Linked DNA regions of Danio rerio: region 2 is linked to region 1. A link is a contact called in public HiCAR-type data. All regions are on one chromosome and are shown on one strand. The core of a region is the stretch at or near the end of the contact, and the rest is flanking DNA. Distances in the headings are between cores, read along the strand shown.

The links. HiCAR-type assays count read pairs that join an accessible place to other places.
Region 2: a contact with region 1 is called in a HiCAR-type map of caudal fin, with 4 times the contacts expected there. The contact joins two enhancer-like sites. A contact is called at or near these places in 3 of 18 Hi-C or Micro-C datasets (caudal fin, hematopoietic stem cells and an unstated tissue) and 1 of 4 datasets of contacts at active chromatin or transcription factors (caudal fin).

What each region holds. Positions count from the first base shown.
Region 1 is chr3:21,292,052-21,298,913 of GRCz12tu, forward strand. No RefSeq gene overlaps it. Among named protein-coding and RNA genes, the nearest start is that of tanc2a, 18 kb to the right of the region's middle. Within about 2 kb of position 3,555, at least 2 of the 62 cell types and tissues checked have an H3K27ac peak or open chromatin away from gene starts, as enhancers often do. A contact at or near this core is called in caudal fin, where this site is marked.
Region 2 is chr3:21,516,325-21,522,814 of GRCz12tu, forward strand. It overlaps tanc2a (tetratricopeptide repeat, ankyrin repeat and coiled-coil containing 2a), which reads left to right. Exons shown (of 27, transcript XM_073944348.1): 8 at 6,004-6,132. Among named protein-coding and RNA genes, the nearest start is that of cyb561, 56 kb to the right of the region's middle. Within about 2 kb of position 3,242, at least 3 of the 62 cell types and tissues checked have an H3K27ac peak or open chromatin away from gene starts, as enhancers often do. A contact at or near this core is called in caudal fin, where this site is marked.

The DNA.
Region 1 (6,862 bases), core at 2,305-4,804:
ATAACATTTCTATTGGCACACCATTGATATTGCAGGAAACAGTGCAACGATTTCCAATGAGCTGGGCCACCCGTTTCTTTGGATCTGAATGGCAAGGTGTGGCTGACATGGTAGCTGTGTCTGTGGGCTTAGAACTGTTCACGGTCGCTGGCTGCCCTTCTCCAGCGACCTCTTCCCGTTTACCGACATCCGTCTCTGCAAACATCCAATTGCTCTGTGACCTGCCTGACCACACGCAAAGCAATGGGGACAGTTAATTATCTCTTTCATTATGCAGTCAGGGCATCTACCCTTTTTCTCACTTGTTTGGGATGGCGGGTGCTTAACAGGTGTACTAGAACTTCCAGTCGGTGGACGGTCAACAGGCTGATTCACCAGTTTCATATGTTGAGTCAGTGAGGACACTTGAGCCGTCAGCTCTCTGATGGCTTCACGGTTAGCCTGCAACTCAGCATCAATTTGGTTTTGTTTTGTCACGTCAGTCGGTACAGTTATGTCAGAATGAGCTACACTCACAGTCACTGACCTAGACTTGGCCACAGCACCAAGGCGCTTTAACCTAGCTTCTTCCTCCATGGTTGACTTAGTCAGCTGTTCCAACAGTGAGTCATCACTAACTTGTGTGTCAGCAAGGAAAGGTTTAATGTCCTGCCTAACATAACTGTTCTTGTCATTTAAACCTTGATACAAGGAGTGCAGAAAAGTACCTTGAACTAGTCGCTTATCATAGTTAAACTCTACACCAGGCTGCTGTGACTCAAACAGAACTCGTTGTTTTAGCCCTATAAGTCTATAGAGAAACTGGTGTGGACTCTCTTTGTCATGTTGTTTAGCATTACTGAGCTCATGAAAGAGCTCGGTTACACCTTTATCTCTCACATGTGCACGGAGAAGTCTCTTTAACCCATTTACTGTTAAACCGTCATGATTAGTGAGCATTTCTCTGAACGTACCAGATTTAGTTATCTTGAGCACTGCTCTAACAATTTCAACCTCACTAAACCCCTCTTGTAGAGCAGTGTCAATCTGCTTACAGAGACCACTAAAAGAAATGTCAGACCCAGTATCAGATATTTGACCCCCATGAAATTTGCATTCCCGACGAGGAAGCAAAGCTGTGACATCCGACAGTCTCACAACCTGATCAGTGACAGATGAAGATAGGCTTGCTCTACCCTGTTGGGTGTCACGGGTACCAGTGTCACCTAAGTGGCCTGGTGTGTAAATAGTTCTGTCTATAGGTGATGTCAGGGCAGGCGAATCATGACTGATTGGTGGTGCATGAAAGTCTGTATGTGATGGTTGTGCATGTTTGTGTTTGTCCATTGCATATGTGTGTATGTCCTCTGCTGAAGCAGAAACTTGTCTGTGTGTATCGGTAAGTGCATTGTCTATGGGAACGGCAGGAACATTGGCCTCACCAGATCCAGAATCGATTGATGTCAGTTCCTGTAACAGTTCCTGAAGTGAGAGAAGTTGAGCCATACCTTCATCTTCCATTGTTTTCAACCTTTCACTTCTGGTGTAGTCGATGATGAAATCATAAAGCTCAGGTTCACTGAGGCCTTCTGTACTCTCACTGCCATCTTCAATAGCCCTGGCAACCAACTGCAGTTGACTGGTACTCAGAACAGGAAGCTTTTTGTGAATCTGGAAAATCAACATCCGTCGTGGGGTTACGGTAGCCATCGCGATTTTTCACCAGTGACGCTCACACTCTGGATGACGCTGGGCACAGCAGCCTTCCTTGAAGCTCGATCGCCAACCTCTACCCGTATCGTGACAGCTCTCCCCACTCGACGATGCAGAATCCCGGACGAGCCCCCAATTGTTACCGGCTTCAGACCTAGGGGAATCTGGACCGGCACAAGCCAAATCACGCACAAAACTGTGAATGATAAGGAGACAGACACGTTATAGCATTGCTCGAGTGCAGTTTAATATATCAAAGATAATTACTTCTTTTAAAGCTAACACATAGTACACAGTGTTCCAGAATAAAACCAAACGTATATCAATAATATAAAATTCAAATGTGTCATGGATATTAATACATCATATTACTCAATGCAATATCAATACACAATATCAATACACACTCAATGCAATGTAACTAGATTTTCTTTGTGAACAAAAGGCATTAATACATTGAACAAAAATACTTTAAACACTTGAATACACTCCTCAGAATACAGTCTTGGTCTTACTTTGAGATACTCAAGTAATATTACAAGAATTATTAAAATAATACATTTCTTACTCTATCTATAACTACTGGTATAAATGCAAAAATGATGCTAATCATTATAATTAATTCAATGTAACATTTTCCTTCACAACATTTCCAATTTACATTACATCAGCATTTATATTAACACTTGTTAATATATTTATGAGAAATACCGACAATTTAGGATTAAATAAATGTCACTTTTACTCATGTAATAACCCTAAGTTATTGAGAAAGCCAATTATGATGTTATAAAACCAAAAATCCAGCATTAAAACATTAAACTTGTACTATCACTTATTACTATTGTGTTACTATACACTACTATACAGCGTTATGCTTTCACAAACATTTTAGAAGAGAATCAATATAAAAATATGCCCCATATTAACCTAATCTGGCTGACATTCATAACAAATGTAACAATTACAACAATTACTTAACATTAAAGTGCTTAGAAAAGGATCTAATGCATATTTCTGAATGCATACATCACTACATGCTCCGTTCACATCATTTGAGTTAACCATTAACTCATCATTAGCTTCGGCTGCTTTTGCTAACCACGAGTGGCTATAATGTTTACGATCTAATTAAACCAAAAACGAATCAATGCATAGAACTAACACCTTCTAACATAGTTTCTTAACATTTCTTAAGAGTAAAGATGATAAATATTTCACACAAACCACTTTAAATGAGTGTTTATCCATACCTGTGAATGATAAGGAGACAGACACGTTATAGCATTGCTCGAGTGCAGTTTAATATGACCTCGAGCTGCCGGTCTCCTAGGTAACCCACTAACGCGCCACACTGCCCTCTACAGGTGTGGTGGTGAACTACATGAATCATTTCATTTACTCATAAGAACTAGAACAGGAATAAAACAAAAAAATGAGGTAAAGAGTGAGAGGGGGGGGGTTTAACTTTTTCTTTTAATCACCTTATATAAAATAATATCCCTCTATCCGTCACACAAACACAACACCGGGGACTCGTTGCCTGTAGATTGCGCTCTCTTTATTTTAACGATCCAGTTTGACTGAAAGTGTGGAGGGATGTTGGCCATAAAAACATCAAGCGGTTTGAATATGTCCTTGTTTGGAAATGAGCCCTCTTGCTGCTCGGTTTATGATTTCAAACAGTCGTATTTGGCCAAAACACAATAGCTGAGAAGAAAAATGAACAGTATTTGGATTTATTCAGGGGAACTGGGTGATGAAGTCATGCAATAATGTATTGTAGCATCAATCTAGACCTAAGGGTTGTAGAAAAACATCTGTGAGGACGTAAAATTGCTGGTTTGATTTCACCTCATGGCCACTAGAGGTCAGTAAAAATCTTTTTCTGTTTTAAGTGAGCTCATGCTTAGTTTGAATAATAAATACACAAACAGAATGCGAGATTGTAGTTTGCGTGAATTAGTTACAAATCATTGTATAATTTCAGATGACTTCGTTACAAATGTGGCCATTTTATTTTATTTATACAATTTTATTTTATTTTAAAGATTGTTTACAATGCCTTGAGCTAAAAAAAGGTTATTTAAAATAAAAAAACATATTTTATGACGTAAAAATAAGTTAAACTAGTAAAGCAAAGAATCTTTTTTTAAATATTAATAGTAGTTTATTTAATATAGAATTTCTTCATTTATATTGAGTGTGTTAGTGACAGAATGTCAGATAGTTTTTTTTTTTTTTTTTTTTTTTTTTTTTAACAAAATAATTTTAGTGTTAGAAGATCAAAGCAAGTATATACCCTTACCGGCCACTTAATTAGGTAAACATTACTAGTATTGAGTTAAGGCAGTTCTGAAGGCAAAAGAGGGTCCTTTTGCCTTCAGAACTGCCTTAATCCCTCGTGGCTTAGATTCAATAAGGTACTGGAAAAAATTCCTCAGAGATTTTGGTTCAAATTGACATGATAACATCACGCAGTTGCTGCAGATTTGTTGGCTTCACATCCATGATGTGAATCTCCCGTTCCACCACATCCCAAAGGTGCTCTATTGGATTGAAATCTGCTAACTGTGGAGGCCATTTGAGTACAGTAACCTCATTGTCATGTTCAAGAAACCAGTCTGAGATTATTCATGCTTTATGACATGGTGTGTTATCCTGCTGGAAGTAGCCATCAGAAGATGGGTACACTGTGGTCATAAAGAGATGGACATGGTCAGCAACAATACTCAATTGGTACTAATGGGCCCAAAGTGTGCCAAGAAAATATCCCCCACACCATTACACCACCACCAACCTGAACCATTGACACATGGCTGGACGGATCCATGCTTTTATGTTGTGGATGCCAAATTCTGACCCTACCATCAAAATGTCAAAGCAGAAATTGAGAATCATCAGACCTGGCAACGTTTATTCCAATCTTCTCTTGTCCAATTTTGGCGAGCCTGTGTGAATTGTAGCCTCAGTTTTCTGTTCTTAGCTTACAGGAGTGGCACCTGGTGTGGTCTTCTGCTGCTGTAGCCCATCTGCCTCAAGGTTGGACGTTTTGTGCATTCAGAGATGCTCTTCTGCATATCTTAGTTGTAACGAGTGGTTATTTGAGTCACTGTTGCCTTTTTATCAGCTCGAACCAGTCAGGCCATTCTCCTCTGACCTCTAGCATCAACAAAGCATTTGTGCCCACAGAACTGACCATTTTTCGGACCAGTCTTTGTAAACCCTAGAGATATTGTGCATGAAAACCCCAGTAGATTAGTGGTTTCTGAAATACTCAGACCAGCTGGCACCAACAACCGTGCCACATTTAGTCACTTAAGTCCCATTCCTTCCCCATTCTGATGTTCTGTTTGAACTGCAGCAGATCGTCTTGACCATGTCTACATGTCACTGGATGATTACAAATTTGCGTTAACAAGCAGTTGAACAGGTGTACCTAATAAAGTGTCCGGTGAGTGTATAAAAAAAAAAAAAAAAAAAAAAAAAAAAATATATATATATATATATATATATATATATATATATATATATATATATATATATATATATATATATATATATATATATATTGCATTGATCTTCTAACACTAACACCTTTTTATTATTTTTATACAACAAATACAATACAATAAAATGTAATTATTAATAGAATGGTGAACGTGTTTTTTCAAATATTTCTATTGATAGTTTCAAACAGTTTATTATTATTTTATCACTGAACCGCTATAAAGAATTCTTTTACATCTTCTTAAAGCATATCGATTATAAATGAAAAGGTTTTTTCTTCCATCTGCTCTGTTCCCCATTTGTCACTAATTCAAAATTAATTAAGTCAGTTAGGGGCAAAACTGTGCCATTTGTCACACTGAGACTGCCAGAGACTGAATGCTGTGTGTTAATCCAGACTGGATCAGTTTTCAGGCTTCTCCTCTACAACAGTCTGACAATCTGCCACCCTCAACAGACACATGTGGCCCCTTTTTCTCCTTCAGCGACTGCATGTGTTCACCATTGTAACCCAGTGGAGGCATTTTACCGCACTGCCGCACAGAGATTTCCTTCTTTTTGGCACAGAATCTCTTTGGGGGGGCTCGTCTCTCATTTGGTCCTTAGCAACTGGTATCTTAGCCGCCTTGTTGCCATGAGAAAAGCACCATGCAAAAACCTTTCCTAATGGCCTCTGCCTTTCCAAAAATGCCTTCATAAGGTCTTCACAGAGAGTGCTGTTTGAGGATGATGGACCGGGTCATGGCACTAACATCACACCTTCACAGGTGAGTTGCACCTTTTGCATTTTATATATATATATAAATATATATATACTACTGGTCAAATGTTTGGCATCAGTTTATTTATTTTTTTAAAGAAGTTAATCTGTTCAAGGCGGCATTTATTAAATGTAAAAAAAAATGTTTGAATTGTTAAATATTTATTATCATTTTAAATAGCTGCTTTCTTATTGTATGTAGTTTCAAATAAAATTATTACTCAATATTGCTTTTATGTCATTAATATTAATAATAATAATATTAATAATAATTATAAATAATATTAGAGTGATTTTTGACGCACCATGAAATTCTGAGACTGGATTAATGAAGCTAAACATTCATCTTAAAATCACTGGAATAAGTGATTAAGTTAAATGATAAACTACTTTTGAACACTTATTTTATAGTGCAATAACATTTCACAATTTGACAATTTGTACTCTATTTTTGATTAAATAAATGCAGCCTTGGTGAGCAGGAGAAGCTTATTTTAAAGCATTAAAAATCCTACTGACCCCAAACTTGTGACCAGTAGTGTATACAATATAGTCTTGTTTTTTTTATTTATAGGGTTTTGTGAGTCTTTTTGTGAGAATTGGTTCTTCCTTGAGATTCAAAAAAGGAAATGCTGTCACAAAAAAACAGTAATTTTAGGGCTCAAATATAAAAAGAATTTCCATGCAAACTCCTGAAGGGATAATTTAACATTAATATTTTTAATAAAAATTAAAAATGCAAACATCTACACACATTTGCATTATGTGAACTGTTGGATAAAGCCAAAACATTTGCTTCATTCTGTTTACATATTATATTATATTATATTATATTATATTATATTATATTGTATTGTATTGTATTATATTATATTATATTATATTATATTATATTATATT
Region 2 (6,490 bases), core at 1,992-4,491, 220 kb after region 1:
ATTTAATATATAAATAAAATTAATTAATATATTTAATTGTAACAAATACACTGTATATGTGTACAGTGACAAAAAAAGGCATTCTATTCTATAACAAAACCTTTTTTATTGTTAATAATATTGATAGTGCAATAATAATAATAAAATGATAATATTAATAAAAATGATAATTATGTTGAATATAATTATTGTGTTAATGATATTTAAACTAACAATTTGTTTGTATTTGTTAAATAAACTTGTTATAATTATTTATTTATTTATTGTAATTCTAATTGTATTATTATTATTATTATTACTATTATTATTATTATAGATAAATGTGATGTTACAGGTAGGAAAACAATAATACTTATTTATAATAAGTAATAATAAGCTATAATTATATTGTTATTGCTTAATATTGTTATTGGAATGTTAATATTAAAATAACAATAATAATGATGATAATAATAGCAATAATAATGATGTTGATGATAACTGTGTTAATAATTTTATTAATATTTTTTATAATTTTGTTAAATAAGCATATTATTTATTTATTATGATTCTAATTTTATATTATTATTGTTATTATTATTATTTATTATTATTATTATTATTATTATTATTATTATTATAGATAAATGTGATGTGACGGGTATTAAAGCAATGTTACTTATTTATAATAAGTAATACTAAGCTATAATAATATTGTTATTGCTTTATATTGTTACTATAATATTAATATAAGAATAATACTGATGATGATGATGATGATGATGATGATGATGATGATAATTGTGTTGGTAATACTTGAATTAATATATTTTTTAAATTTTGTTAAATACTTAATAATTATTTGTATTTGTATTTATTATAATTATGTTATAGTAATGTTATAATATTATTATTATTAATAACAATAATGCATTTTATTTAAAGTTATTTTATTATTATTATTATTTTTATTATAGATAAATGTGACGTGACAGGTAGGAAAACAATGTTACTTATTTATAATAAATGATAATAATGATAATAATAATAATAATAATAATAATAATAATAATAACAATAATAAGCTATAATATTGTTTATTGCAATAATAATTAAAACAATAATTAAATAATTACATTTATATAAATAAATCTAAATAATTAAAATAATAATGTTAATACCAATAATCATAATAATAAAAATAACAATAATTGTTAATAAGTATATTAATAAATTGTTTAGAGTTTTTGTTCAATAAATTATTATAATTATTGATTATTTTCATTTTAGATTATTATTATAGAATAATGTGATGTGTTGTGAATACTTTGTTCAAGAACACACACACACACACACACACAAGTTGATCTATTTGTTCATCCATCTACACATCTCTCTCTCTCCCTCCTTCCCTCCATCTGGTTTTCTTTCTTACTCATGCATGCTCACATCTCACGCTGTTCATCTCTTTCAGTCTTCACACTTTTCATTTCTTTCTCTGCTCATCTGTAAGTCTCTCTACGAGTTCATCTTTCATCACCTGTGTGATCTCTGACTTCAGCACACTTTTGATTATTCTTGCAGACAGACAGACTTCAGCATGTCTAGACAGGTTCTCCTCTGTTCACTTGCACATATCTACATAAAACGCAATGCAGAGACGCACGTGGGTGGTGGTTTTCATTATGTTGCTTGGGTTTTCTTTGTAGTTTCTAGCAAAGTAATCAAACCCACTACCAAATTTTTTATGTTCTATTCTCTGCAAATCAGGTTTCTTCTTATGTTGAGTTTCAGTATGACAAACAATTATGGCAACTTAATTTGATCCCCTTTTTTTGTAAATTAAGCAATACAGATCGACAAAGGGAGAAAAATAGAATAAAACGTACAGAGTGAATAGTATTAGAGCTAAGCAAAATAATATGAACAGACAAACAATACACACATACACTTACTGACTAAAAATACAATATACCGACCTCTATAGGAAATATTTAAAAAGATATAAGTAATAGCATTAATAAACAAATAAGCAAAAAATAAAGAAATAAAGAAATAAATAAGAAAAATTAATAAATGTATATAAAAAATAATATAAAATAAAAATTTAATTCCATTTAATCCTCTGAACACACATCTATACTGACTATAAATACAATACACTGACCCCTATAGGAAATTGTTAAAAAGAAATAAGTAATAGCAGTAATAAATAAATAAGAAAAATGAATAAATGTATATAAATAATAAAAAAACAAATGGATTCCATTTGATCCTCTGAACACACATTTATACTGACTTAAAATACAATATACTGACCTCTATAGGAAATAGTTAAAAAGAAATAAGTAATAGCACTAATAAATAAATAAATAAATATATATATATAAATAATAATATAAAATAAAAATTCGATCTTGTTTGATCCTCTGAATACACTTTTACTGACTATAAATACATTATTCTGACCTAGGAATTAGTTAAAAAGTAAATTAAAATAAATAGGATATATATATATATATATATATATATATATATATATATATATATATATATATATATATATATATATATATATATATATATATATATATATATATATATTTGTGTGTGTGTGTGTGTATATATTTGTATGTATGTTTATGTGAATAACTACCACAATATAATTAAAACATTGCTCTTCTTTTCAACCATTTACCCCAGTATGCAGGCTTGTTGTCTTTCATATCATTCACCTTTTTTACAATATCATGCCATTCACCTACAGATGGAGGACTCTCCTTAAGCCATTTCTTTGTAATGGCCTTTTTGCTAGTTGTTAGTAATGTATAGTTTTACAATTACATTCCAGATGAAATCCCATTATTGCATGTATCTCTTTATACAAATCATGTGTGTATATTACAATCCCAAAATATGTGGAAATGATCAGCCAGTAATTTACGCATTTTCTCCAGCATTTACCATTTTTTGATCTCAAGTCATAAAGAACCTGATTGCATTTTTCCAAATAAATTCCCTCCATGAATCTGAATTAATTGTGATCATATGTGTGTCCCAAATAGTTAATCATTGCTCGTTTGTTAAATTGTATTAGTTTGACACAAACAGATTTGATGATTTTCATGTGTAATCTGCGTTGGATATGCACATGCTCGAGCATTTGGTGTAAAATACAGACATGATTTCTGGCCTAGTGCCATGGAGGAGCTGTAAAACACCAGTTCAGTGATAGCAGCCAAAGTCATTGTGACGCAGTTCAAGCAGCTATAAATCTAGCAACACCATCATGCCAGCCAGACAGTCTGCAGTGCAGATGAACATGGTGCAGCAGGAGAACTGCTGGTGTTAACAATTGAAGAGATATATGAAATAATTTACAGCAATTTAACAATTGTACATTAACAAAAACTATGGCTACCGAATGCATTAGTAATGTAAAATAATGCTTAAATATGATAAAAAAAACATTGTTAAACCTTTTAAACAGTTAGTTGGCGATAACATTTGATATTTTCGACCTTTTTGTGCTTTGTTAATATCAAACCAAATAGTATTTCTAAAACACAATTGTAAGAGTTTTCGTCATATTCATGTTTTTAAAAAGTAAATGAGAAATTCACTGAAATATAACAGAGTGACATTAATTAATCCACTATTGGTGTTTCCTACATTTTTTTGTACAAATTATAGAGGGAAGAGTAAATTACACACCTCAATACCTTCCAGAGTTTCCCACCAAGGGAAGTGACTTCACTTGATGCAAGTTGCATGCTTTTCCTGTCAGTGCAATAAAGAATGTCATGCCTTTTATAACAGAGTTATAAAACAGACACAAAATGTATTTTTTATAACTGATATTTCATTTAAATGTTTATTTAACTTGGTAAACACAAAAAAAGAGGAAAATTTTACTTTTTGAATTATGTAATGGACACTGAAGCTGAATGTATGATTAAGTAGGTGAAGACAGTCAAAAGTCAAAAGTCTTTAAATTAAGTTTTAAGACAAAAATGTGCCTAAAACAAACTTTTATTATGCAGTTTTTGCATTGTTGTCTTGTTTAAAACTATTATAATATAATATAATATAATATAATATAATATAATATAATATAATATAATATAATATAATATAATATAATATAATATAAAACAATATAATATAATATAATATAATTTAAACCTACAGTAATGTTTGAGTGTAAAATATGTATAAATGCATATGATTTTATAACGTTTAAGGTATATGGATTTTGTGTTCTATATTGATCATGTTTTGCAAATAAAGATATAAAAGATACTTTTAAATTTTGAAGACGTGTTCAAAATAAAACACAACTCAATATTTTTGTCAAACACAAAACTAATGATGTCAAATCCAGAGAAGCAGTAATAGCTTTGAAGTGGTCTCCTAATGTTTTCCAGAGTTTCACTTTGGGGGAGGGTTGTATTACTGAACTGTTGTTCTGCACATGTACACCAACAGGAAGTTGTCATTTGTACACACATGTACCATGAGGCCAAGGCTCTGTTTCTGAAATCTGTCTTCAATTAAACCACATCAGAGAAAAACAAAAGGCTTTCCTTAGTATGTGGCGCTCTGCACCTTACATTGTTAGTGGCCAGTCGTCCTTAGCATCTGTGCTAACAATGTTAGCCGCTGTTAAATACTTTCAATCGCTCTCTCCTGCTGCTTTGAGGCATGATAAATTCAGCGGCCACCCACTGTGTTCTTAATAATCTTGTGCATCAAGCCACCGTGAACTTTCCTCCTCATTAGCAAAGGAAAAAAGGCTCTGAATTCATGCGCAGATATTCATGCTAGCTAATAACCATAGGCTAAACAAACAAACACTAGTTCTTAAACTCTTTTAATCTCATTAATAATTACATATATAGCCATGTTATTATAGTACTGTAAAAACATCACTACACTCGTTAGTAGCTTTAATTAAAAGTAAATATCACATGCAGTTATTGTTTGTTACTTTCAAAATCAGGGTAATTCAATCTGTTTTTTTTTTTTGTTTTTTTTTTTACCGTGGTAAATGTTTGTTTAAGGTTAACACAATGATAGGAAATCTGATCTCTCATGATGATTTTGAATGATGTGCAGGTACTGTAAACTCAGCTGGAACAGTAAGATCCTTCAGATGACAACAGAATATTGTGCTTCTCTTTAATAACATCTCTGTGTTTACTTAGCTGCTGAAATGAAGAAGTACAGTATAACAAATGGTTGCTGTTTTTCCAAGTTATTATTCGGTTTTCTCCCTTTGTTGAGTTTGTTATAGTCTTCCCTCTTTTGTGGATAAAAGTGTGATCCAATATTTATTTTAGCGTTCACTTTTAAAGTACTTAATTAGCATGATTGTTTATGCATATAAAATTGCTCAAGCACCAATACAGTTGAAGTCAGAATTATTAGCCTTACTGTTAATTTTAATTCTTTTATATTTTCTCCCCAACTTCTGTTTTACAGAGAGATGTCTTTCAACACATTTCTAAATATAATAGTTTTAATGACGGATTTCTAATAACTGATTTATTTTATTTGTATTTTTTTCAATGATGACAGTACATAATATTTTACTAGGCATTTTTTAAGACAGTAGTGTTCAGCTTAAAGTGAATTTTTATTAGGTAAATCATTGTCTAACTATAGTTTGTTTTGTGCCAAATTGAGAAAACAATACTTGAGGGGGGTAAATAATATTGACCTTGAAATGGTACTGAAAAAATATGAAAACGGCTTTTATTCTAGTAGAAATAAAACAAATAATATTTTCTCCAAAAGATAAAATATTATTGGAAATACTGTTAAAATGTCTTTGCTCCATTAAATATAACTTAAAAATATTTGAACAAAAAAAAAAGTTTCACAGGAGAGCTAATTTTGCCCTCAACTGCCTGTATAGAAATGTTGTAAAATTTTAACATTTTATGTTTTGAAATAACATATGATATTTAGCATCAACATGATATATATAAGATAACAGTAAGTATTGTTTCTGTTTTTCAGCCACCAGTTCGGCTCACCTGGAGGACCTTGCGTATCTGGATGAGCAGAGACAGGCTCCACTGCGCACTTCTTTGAGAATGCCACGTCAGAACTCCGGTTCGAGCCGAACTGGACAAGCAGACATGAGAGGTCTGTACAATCCTTTTCCATTTTGTGCATGTAATACTTTCACTCACTTTCACTTGTTTTTAGTATTCTACACTCCTCTTCCACACATTTTTACTGTTCTGTACATGTGACATTATATATATATTTTTTTTTTTGTTCAACAACTGCATAGTTTTTTTTAATATTCAGCAGCAACGTGCAAATTGAATTGTCATTCTTAAAGGTCTTGTACATATAAAATGCAGTACATGTATGCAGTGAGTTTAGCATGCTCTGTATGTTTTATCATGTAAAAACAAGGGTACAAATGCATGAAAAGAATGTACTAATAAAACAAACACTCCAAAAATGATTTTTGCTGCTTGTTCTAACTGCTTAT